Regions from separate parts of the Pan troglodytes genome. Here region 1 is linked to region 2. A link is a contact called in public HiChIP or PLAC-seq data. All regions are on one chromosome and are shown on one strand. Each heading gives the region's core, a stretch centred on a gene start, on an enhancer-like site or on the middle of the called end of the contact. The rest is flanking DNA. Distances are from core to core; before and after follow the strand shown. Region 1 holds the start of TMEM101 (transmembrane protein 101). Region 2 holds the start of TMUB2 (transmembrane and ubiquitin like domain containing 2).

Region 1 (5,247 bases), core at 1,989-4,488, 170 kb after region 2:
TGTGTGCCTTTTCTTCTCCCCTCACTCGTCTCTCGCACAGAACACTAGGCAGGGGTAGGAGGAACTGGGAGTGGGGGGACCACAGGGACAAATGGCTGTGTTCATTTCTCAGGGGCCAGGCCACCCACCCATCCCCCTCTTCTGGCCTGATAGCATGCCAGCATCTGTCCCAACCCTAGAAATGAGGATTTGGCCCCAGGTCCTTCCCTTCTCAGTATCCCTCTGGGAAAGAGGAAAGAGCAGGAAAAGGTAGAGAGGGACTTCAGCCCTGAGAAGGGGCGCAGTGGGTACCAAGGCAAGCTTCCTCAATCCAATCTTCCCCTCCCCCTGACACAAATCCCTGGCCACTGCTGCTGGAGACTTGATTGGAAAGTGCTTGCTAAGGTTATGATGGGAGGGTGGGGCATTGTGCCTATAGGGACAACCCAGGCAGACTCCTAGGACTATTTTATGGACATGCTGTACACAATCCTGGTTCTGGTCCTCGTCAACACTTTAGGGCTGTACACCTCAGCCACTTGAAACGGAGAGGTGAGGAGACTGGAAAAATAAAACCAACTGGAAAGTTGATTCTGTACTATGTGCCTGTATTGTGGTAAAGGACGTTGTCTCACCTTGTCACCCAGGCTGGAGTGCAGTGGCGCGATCTCGGCTCACTGTAAGCTCTGCCTCCTGCGTTCACGCTATTCACCTGCCTCAGCCTCCCGAGTAGCTGGGACTGCAGGCGCCTGCCACCACTCCTGGCTAATTTTTTTGTATTTTTAGTAGAGACGGGGTTTCACTGTGTTAGTCAGGATGGTCTCGATCTCCTGACCTCGTGATCCTCGGCCTCCCAAAGTGCTGGGATTACAGGCATGAGCCACCGTGCCCAGCCTAATTTTTTGTATCTTTAGTAGAGATGGGTTTTCACCATGTTGGCCACGCTGGTCTCCAACCCCTGACCTCAGGTGATCCAACCCCCCACTTGGCCTCCCAAACTGCTGGGATAATAGGCGTGAGCCACCACATCCGGCCTGGTGGGAATTTTTTTTTTTTTTTTTTTGAGACAGAGTCTCAATCTGTCGCCCAGGCTGGAGTGCAGTGGCGTGATCTCGGCTCACTGCAAGGTCCGCCGCCCAGGTTCAAGCGATTCTCCTGCCTCAGCCTCCCAAGTAGCTGGGACTACAGGTGCCCGGAGTAGCTGGGATTACAGCCATCACGTCTGGCTAATTTTTGTATTTTTAGTAGAGACGGGGTTTCACCATCTTGGCCAGGCTGGTCTTGAACTCCTGACCTCGTGATCCACCCGACTCGGCCTCCTAAAGTGCTGGGATCACAGGCGTTAGCCACCGCGCCCAGCCCAACACCTTTTCATTTATCTGTACAGCACATATTTCCTGAGGGCATCCTGTATACTAGGTCCTGAGGGCATCCTGTATACTACAGATGGTTCCCAGCATTGGAGTTTTCAACTTTACATTGGTGCGAAAGCAGATCTGCATTCAGTGGAAACTGTATTTCTCTTACAATGCTGGGCAGTGTCAGCAAGCCACAGCTTCCAGTCAGCCACACATTTTCAACTTACAGTATTTTCAACCTATGATGGGTTTATCAGGATATAACTCCATCACAAGTCAAGGAGCATCTGTAAACAGTAAACAGAAACCCAGGCACCGTGTTTGTGCTTAGGGAGCTTGCGATCTAGTAGGAGAAGATTGTCAATAAAATAATCACAAATATATTGGCTGGGTGCGGTGTCTCACGCCTGTAATCCTAGCGCTTTGGGAGGCCAAGGCGGGTGGATCGCTTGAGGTTAGGAGTTTGAGAGCAGCCTGGCCAACATGGTGAAACCCTGTCTCCACTAAAAATAAAAATTAGCCGGGTGTGGTGGCAAGCGCCAGTAATCCCAGCTACTTGGGAAGCTGAGGCAGGAGAATCACTTGAACCTGGGAGGTGTAGGCTGTAGTGAGCCAAGATCGCACCACTGCACTCCAGCCTGGGTGACACAGTGAGACCCTGTCTCAAAAATAAAAAAAAGCATATATATGTAAAGCAGATATATATATATATATATGTGTGTGTGTGTGTGTGTGCGTGTGTATCTATATCTATCTATCTATCTATCTAATTGCCACCGTGCCAAGTGATTCAAAGGAAGGTAGCTGATGTTATGAGAACATATAAACGGGTGGGGCGTGGGAGAAGGGGCTGAGAACACACTGGAGGGGAATGCAGAGACCACCTGGATGTCTGCTGCAATTAAACTGACAAAGTATGACAATTTGGGTTACAGCGGGAGCATGGCAGCTGGAGAAATGGACTGACTTGAGATGTCCCAGATGTTCAGATCTCCCTTTTCTCTCAGGGGACAGGCAAAAGGCAAACCCAAAGAGGTGACTTTGAGCCAGGAGGACCCCTTACTTTGAACTTAACAGAAACGGGGGTTTCCTCTGGTGCATATGTGTATCATTTATTGAACCACTACTATGTACTAGGACCGACCTTGTCACATTTAAAGTTCACAACTCTGGCCTGGCGCGGTGGCTCATGCCTGTAATCCCAGCACTTTGGGAGGCCGAGGCGGGCGGATCACGAAGTCAGGAGATCGAGACCATCCTGGCTAACACGGTGAAACTCCGTCTCTACTAAAAATACAAAAAATTAGCCAGGCGTGGTGGCGAGAGCCTGTAGTCTCAGCTACTCAGGAGGCTGAGGCAGGAGAATCGCTTAAACCCAGGTTGCGGAGGTTACAGTGAGCCAAGATCGTGCCATTGCACTCCAGCCTAGGCGACAGAGTGAGACTCCGTCTCAAAAACAAAACAAAACAAAAAAAAGGAAAAAAAAGTTCACAACTCTGAGGTAGGTGTAATTATCCCCATTTCATGATGAGTCTCATAAAGTTTAGGTGATGTGCCCAGAATCACACAGGGTTGGAATCAGGATTAGGGCCCTGATCGGGCTGCATTCAAAGACCAGTTTGCTTCAATACATCATACTACGGTCCAAGACTTCTGCTATCCTGAACCCACTGTTCCTTCCTCTAGTCTAGTTTTCAAATTCGCAGGGACAAATATGGCCCTGAAGGCTCCATGAGCAGACGAGAAGGCTGGACTTCGCAACTGGGTCACCTTAGATCCGGAACTAGAGAGTGACACCGTTGTTTCCGGGAGGAAAAAGAAGAAAAAGCGCTTGACCCGGAAGCTGCGTGTCCCATCCCCGCGCCTGCTTCTCTGACTGGGGTGAGGCCGCAGCGGACTGCCCTTTCCCAAGATGGCGTCGAAGATAGGTTCGAGACGGTGGATGTTGCAGCTGATCATGCAGTTGGGTTCGGTGCTGCTCACACGCTGCCCCTTTTGGGGCTGCTTCAGCCAGCTCATGCTGTACGCTGAGAGGGCTGAGGCACGCCGGTGAGCAGGCCTACGCAGCCGCTAAACGCGGCAGGGGGCGGTGATGTGGGCAAGAAATTGGGGGCTAGAAGTCGGGACCCTTGGACTGGGAGGAATTGGGACCTCCCTGGGAGGGGTTCTGGTCTGGGTGTCGGACCAAATCTGGTAGGGCGGTCCTGCCCATGGGAGGGGAGTCTGGTTTGGGGGAGCAGTGGAGCCTGTGGGAACTCAAGGGGTCTCAAGCTTCTTCCCCCACCGCTTCATTCTGTCCTCGTTGCTTCCCCACTCCCGGCTCGCAGGAAGCCCGACATCCCAGTGCCTTACCTGTATTTCGACATGGGGGCAGCCGTGCTGTGCGCTAGTTTCATGTCCTTTGGCGTGAAGCGGCGCTGGTTCGCGCTGGGGGCCGCACTCCAATTGGCCATTAGCACCTACGCCGCCTACATCGGGGGCTACGTCCACTACGGGGACTGGCTGAAGGTGAGCGCCTCGGCCCCAAAAGGGTCTTCCCTCTGGGTGACGGGGAATCAGAGGCCAATGCCCAGGGCTGTTGGTGGGCGATGAATGGTGCTGGCCACGTGCACAGTGTGAAGCCTGGGAGGTTCGAACCCCTAGGCTTATGGAGATTACAGAGCGCAGAAATGGATCTTAGGGACCACACAGACTTCCTCTTCAAAGTGTGGAAACTGAGGTCTAGAGATGGGAAACAGACTTTCCCAAAGCCACAATACAGGATACTGGTGGGACCAGAACCCCGGTCACCTGGTTCCCAGAATCTTTTAAACTGTTAGTTTAGTAATCTCAGACTCATGGGGTACAAAGGACCTTGGAGAGTACCTAGTTTTCATAAAATAATTTTATGAAAATGTAATTACTCTTAGTATAGCATTTAAGCCAGAACCTGTGCCAGGCCCTGCAGGCTGGAGATAAGGTTGGACAAAGGCACTGTCCTTGAGGAAGAGACTGTCAGACCCTTAGGGGAGGAAGATGTGTGAACAGCTACAGGGCAGCAAGATCAATGTTTTTGTGGCATAGATCCCATGCCACGTAGAATAAAGAACACCAAGATTAGAGTCTACAGATCTGAGAGTGGGGAAGGGAGAAACACATTGTGTCTGGGTTCTGCCACTTACTGGCAGGTAGGACCTGCCAGTTTTCTTTTTTGTTGTTGTTTTTTGAAACAGAGTCTCTCTCCGTCGCCCAGGCTGGAATGCAGTGACGCTGTCTCAACTCACTGCAACCTCCGCCTTCCAGGTTCAAACGATTCTCCTGCCTCAGTCTCCCAAGTAGTTGGGATTACAGGCGCCCTTCCCCACGCCCGACTAATTTCTGTATTTTTAGTAGACAGGGTTTCCTCATGTTGGCCAGGCTAGTCTCAAACTCCTGACCTCAGGGTGGTCCACCTGCCTCGGCCTCCCAAAGTGCTGGGATTACAGGCGTGAGCCACTGCGCCTGGCCAGACCTGACAGTTTTCTTAACCCTCTGGGCCTCAGTTTCTACTTCTATATATATATAAAAAGAATGATCTGTCTCTGTTGCACCTGCCCACCAAGCTTGGAAATGTAAGAGGGTTCATCAGATGGAATGGGATGTGTAGAGAGGGGTGGTTCTACACTCTGGGAAGCCAGGAGAGATGTGGCGGCTGCAGTTCTTGACTGGGGTCCCCTTACCCCGGCCTAGGTCCGTATGTACTCGCGCACAGTTGCCATCATCGGCGGCTTTCTTGTGTTGGCCAGCGGTGCTGGGGAGCTGTACCGCCGGAAACCTCGCAGCCGCTCCCTGCAGTCCACCGGCCAGGTGTTCCTGGGTATCTACCTCATCTGTGTGGTATGTTGGGGGACTGTTGGTTGGAGGTGCCTGACTGGGAGTGAACTGTGAGTCT
Region 2 (5,159 bases), core at 1,748-4,247:
CTCAGCCTCCTGAGTAGCTGGGATTGCAGGCGTGCGCCACCACGCCCGGCTGATTTTTGTATGTTTAGTAGAGATGGGGTTTCACCATGTTGGTCAGGCTGGTCTCGAACTCCTAAGCTCGTGATGCACCCGCCTCGGCCTCCCAAAGTCCCGGGAGCCACTGCACCCGGCCTGAAGGGTGTATTTCTAAGAAAGTATCTACCTGCCCTTGGTAGGGGCTGGATCTTACACTTTGCTGCAGCTCCCATGTCTGCACCAGCCTCCTTAGAGGCAACCAAGGGCTGGGGGATGAGCACAAGCAGCTTCCCACTTCCCAGGCCACTCACCTCTTCAGGGCACCCACGGTATCCTCTGGCCTAGCCACAGCCAGCTCCTCGGTATCATTGAGGAATTTGAGCCGCACAGTGATGAGGCCAGGGCTGGGAGGGAGGCAGGTGCTATCCTCAGATCTCAGGGGGGCCTCTGGACTGCTGCTGCCTGCACCTGCTTGTCTTTTGGGCAGGCCTTGAATGTCAAGGAGATGCTCAAGGCTGGGCTCAACACCACCCCCAGCTCCAGCCTCCCCTGTGGAGTCTCCCCGACCTTCACCAGCCTCTTCAGCCTTCTCATCATTACCCTCTGATGGATGGGGGAGTTCAGTTGGCTCGGGGTTGCCTTGGCCTGCCACCAGGTGGTCCACATGCCCCAGGTGGAGGACGGATGTGTCGCCTGCTGACACAATAGCGCCCAGGAGCTGGTTGCTACCGCTGTCTGCTACGTAGGTAGAGAGCCAAGCTAGGACCAAGGCTAGAATCAGCACCACCACACCTGCCACCACCATCACCTCATTACCCACACCCTCAATGAGGGTGACATCAGAGAGCTCCATGGCCTGGCTGCTGGCAGGGTCCACGCTGCAGGAACAAAGGGGGACAGCATCAGCAGAGCCTGAGGGGTTGCAACCAGGTCTCTAGTTTGTTTAGGTTCTAACTGACCCAGCCCTGAAAAAAAAAAAAAGGAGTTCAGTGTTGTGTAGAAGGGGGCACAAACCTTCCTAATTCCGGCACCCCAACCTAAAGCTAAAGACCTACCCTACCCTTTGCCTCTATTGTGAAACTCTTGCTTTCACGTTCTGTGACCTTCCTCTCTCAAACTCCAACTTCCCAATGAGTGTGGATCAGCAGGAAAAGCCCACAGCCTTGCTGCTGCTGCTGCTGCTACTGTTGTTGCTCTTTTGGTGAATGAGGAAAAATCTTTGCTGAGGCCTGAGTTTCTCTAGGATTTCTATCGCTTGGTCAAGCAAATATGCCTCCTAAGCAGCCTCCAAAGTGGCTTCAGAGAGACCCAAAAGCCTGGAATATTTTACTGTGGGGCCCCCTTGGAAGCACTGTTTAGCCATCCCTGCCAGATTGTCTCATTTGAGCCTATTTCATTCCTGGTCACAGATCCAGGCTGCCAGATGTCAAGAGCCAAAGAAAACTGACCTACCATCAAAAGCAGAGTCAGACAAATCTAAAACGATAACTCTGTAGGGACCGCGGGCAGATACTATGCAGCAGACATTATGTGCCACCTCTGAAACTTCTGGCAAGCCCTGGGGAGCAACGTGGGACAGACACCAGAAGCACCACCTTCCTGGGTCACCATGGGCCCACTCCTGCAATGACCACTCCCCAAGTGGAGTGATTTGAAAAAGATTCCATAACAGCTCTCACAATCCATATCTCAGTCTCTCTTCTTTCACTGTGAAGGTTCTGCTGCTGCAGTTTCTTAGAAAGGCAGGAAGGGTCCCTGCTTGCTCCTTGGAGTACCTACTATTTCCCTTGGAGAATCTGCTGCTTTCACAGCTGTCCCTGGGCAAATCCAGTCTGGTGATTACCATTATCAGACTATTCTCACAGCACCTATAAAACTTCATTATACTTATGTACCTGTCCATCTTTCTATTACACTCCTGGTAGACAAGGATCGTATGTATTTCTCTTGGTACTGAAGTGTCCAATATAATGCCCCAGTAGTTGCTCAAATAATTATCTGTGGAACACATCAACATCCTTATTTAATATACCGGCCCTGGAGTTAGAAAAACAACTAATTATAACCCGTCTTGCGTCTTACTAGCTATAACACCTCAGACAACTTTCTCAGAGCCTCAGCTTTCTCATCAGTAAAATGGGGTTAAAAACAGTACCTACCTCATGAGGTTGTTTTGAAGATGACGTGAAATCATCGAAGCAAAATACTTGGCACAGTGCCTGGCACACTGCAAATTGCAATTGCTTAATAACGGTAGTAATTATTTATCACACCCACAACTAACCCCTGATGGTAAGAAGGTTAATGTCATTAACCATGATTTACAGAAAAAGAAACTGCGGCGAAGAAAGACGAAAACGATTGGCACAGACACAGTGAACTCTCGTGGGGAGGGGCCCGGCAGGACCCCAGGTGTCCGGCCTCAGGGGTCTTTGCTCTGTCCCTCAGCCTGTGATCTACCCTGTCCGTACCGTGACCGCACGGTGAGGAGGGGTCCCGCACCCTTTTTCTGAGGCGAAGTTTCCGCTTTTGGATGGTCCTATTCCCTCGGCGTTGGACTCGGGTCCATGGGCCCACCCGAACCGAAGGGCTGCCTGGCCCCAGCCTCCGTGATAAGACCAGTTGTCCCGGCCAGTGAGGAGTAGGGTCGGCTAAGGGGGTCACAAACCGTCCACACCCCTCAAACTTCGGGGCGGGGCTGGGGAACTGGGGGCGGGGCTTCAGGACGCGAGGAGTCATGGGAAATTAAAGGGGGATTGGACCGGCACTGTGCCTGGATGGGGAAGTCCTCACCTGAAAAGACCAGACTAAATGTTTTGACCTCGCCAGGACGGCCCCTGGACTCGTCTTTCCGTAGGGGTCGGGAAAAGGGCTGGCAATCTGCGATTCTGTTCAGGGTCCGGTCTCTTCCGGCTTCTCCCGGAAGCTGTTATACCAGGGACAGGAAGTCCCGCCTCCGCGCCTTGCACTGATGACGGAAAGCTGCGTAAGACGGGCTGACGTAAAAGGTATTCTTTAAATAAAAGGGACAGGTTTCTCAGCGGAAGGAGGGGTGGAGTCATTGTTGGCGGGATTGCGGCCCTCCCAGAGCGGGGCCAAGCCTGGTGGGCGGGGCCTTAGGCAATCCAGGGTGAGAGGCGGGGCCAGGGGGGAGGAGTTAGCGCGGAGGTACTTGGGAAAGGGGCGTGGCTTCGCGACTGCGGAAGGTTGCCCGGGCTGGCGCCGCTGGGCAGAGCCGGTGCGACGTTTCCCTTTCCAACTTTGTTCTTCCGGCCTTGCTGTCTGCCTCCCCGGCTGATTGGATTCGTTACTGCTTTGCAACGCGCACCTAACTCCAGGTTAGCGGGGATTAGTAAGAACTCAGCTCTGGGCCAGTCGGGAAGACAGATAAGGAGACGAGTTAGTCAGCATCCAGTGCTTGAAGAGTGCGGCCCCAGGTAGTGTGGGACCCGGAGAAAGAAGGCGGGAAAGCATTTCAAAGAAGGCACAGATTCGGCGCAGGCTTAGGACACAAAAAGGGGGAAAAGTCCAGCTTTCAAGAACTTATCCAGATTTTTGCAATTAAATTTTTTTCTTTTTTCTTTTTTGAGACGGGAGTTCCGCTCTTGTTGCCCAGGCTGGAGTGCAATGGCGCGATCTCGGCTCACTGCAACCTCCGCCCCCCCGGGTTCAAGCGATTCTTTTGCCTCAGCCTGCCGAGTAGCTGGGATTACAGGCATGCGCCACCACGCCCCGCTAATTTTGTATTTTAGTAGAGACAGGGTTTCTCCATGTTGGTCAGGCTGGTCTCGAACTCCCGACCTCAGGTGATCCGCCCCCGTCTCGGCCTCCCAAAGTGCTGGCATTACAGGCGTGAGCTACCGCGCTCGGCCGCAATTAAAATTTTTTCTAAAAACTTACTGTGGCCGGGGGGAGTGGCTTACTCTTGTAATCCCACCGCTTTGGGAGGCAGAGGTGGGAGGATCGCTTGAGCCCAGGAGTTCGGGGCTGCAGTGAGCTATGATCTGAGCCACTGCATTGCACCCGACAGGGAGGCCTTGTCTCCAAAAAAAAAAAAAAAAAAAAAAAAGCGCTGGAGTTTGGGGTTTTGGAGAACTACTGATTAAAGGATAAATAATGCAGACAGGGGCAAACATAAGCAAAAAGCTCGGTGGCTTCTACCAACTGAACACTGGCAGAAGTAGCACTTAGATCAAGAAATAGATAATTAGGACTGGCGCGGTGGCTCACGCCTGTAATCCCAGCACGTTAGGAGGCTAAGGCAGGCGGATCACAAGGTCAGGAGTTCAAGACCAGCCTGGGTAACATGGTGAAATCCCGTCTCTACTAAAAATACAAAAATTAGCCGGGCGTGGTGGCGCACGCCTGTAATCCTGGCTACTCAGAAGGCTGAGGCAGGAGAATGGCTTGAACCTGGGAGGCGGAGGTTGCAGTGAGCTGAGATGGAGCCACTGCACGCCAGCTGGGGTGACAGAGCGAGACTCTGTCTCAGGAAAAAAAGAAAGAAAGAATTACCCCAGAATCTCCCCCTTCATGTCTTCTTCTAGCCATTAACCTCCAAAGAGTAATCACTATTCTGACGTCTGTCACCATACATTAGTTTTTCCTGTTTTTGTACTTGCTATAAATGGAATCCAACTGTGTATCCTCTTCGGTGTCTAGCTTCTTTTTTGTAAGTCCTTTCATTGTGGTAAAATAAACATAGCTAGGCACAGTGGCATGCACCTGTAGTCCCAGCTACTCTGAAGGCTGACTCAGCAGTTCACTTGAGCCCAGGAGTTAAAGGCCAGCCTGGGCAACACAGGGAGACCTCTATCTCTAAAGATCAATATATACATATACGTAACATAAAACTTAAAACCATTTTAACTGTTTTTAAGTTTGCAATTTAGTGGCATTAAGTACATTCACAAAGCCGGGCACAGTGGCTCATACTTGTAATCCCAGCACTTTGGGAGGCTGAGGCAGGAGGATCCCTTGAGCCAGGAGTTCAAGACCAGCCTGGGCAATATGGTGAGACCCCCATCTCTAAAAAAAAATTAATTAGCTGGGCATGGTGGCGTGTGCCTGTGGTCCCAGCTACTCAGGAGGCTGAAGTGGGATGATTGACCCTAGGAGGTTAAGGCTGCAGTGAGCCATGAGCC

What was found. HiChIP or PLAC-seq counts read pairs in DNA pulled down with a chosen protein or histone mark.
Region 1: an H3K4me3 HiChIP or PLAC-seq map of stem cell-derived excitatory neurons shows a contact between it and region 2, with 4 times the contacts expected there. The contact joins the promoter of TMEM101 here to the promoter of TMUB2 in region 2. A contact is called at or near these places in 1 of 7 Hi-C or Micro-C datasets (stem cell-derived neural progenitor cells) and 1 of 1 datasets of contacts at active chromatin or transcription factors (stem cell-derived excitatory neurons).

The regions. Positions count from the first base shown.
Region 1 is chr19:23,878,254-23,883,500 of NHGRI_mPanTro3-v2.0_pri, forward strand. TMEM101 (transmembrane protein 101) reads left to right here and starts at 3,239. Exons shown (of 4, transcript NM_001246445.1): 1 at 3,239-3,386; 2 at 3,665-3,845; 3 at 5,046-5,192. The coding sequence starts at 3,250. All of the region lies in intron 1 of PYY (peptide YY), which reads left to right.
Region 2 is chr19:23,709,313-23,714,471 of NHGRI_mPanTro3-v2.0_pri, forward strand. TMUB2 (transmembrane and ubiquitin like domain containing 2) reads right to left here and starts at 2,998. Exons shown (of 4, transcript XM_001140790.8): 1 at 2,809-2,998; 2 at 2,175-2,242; 3 at 327-893. The coding sequence starts at 2,209.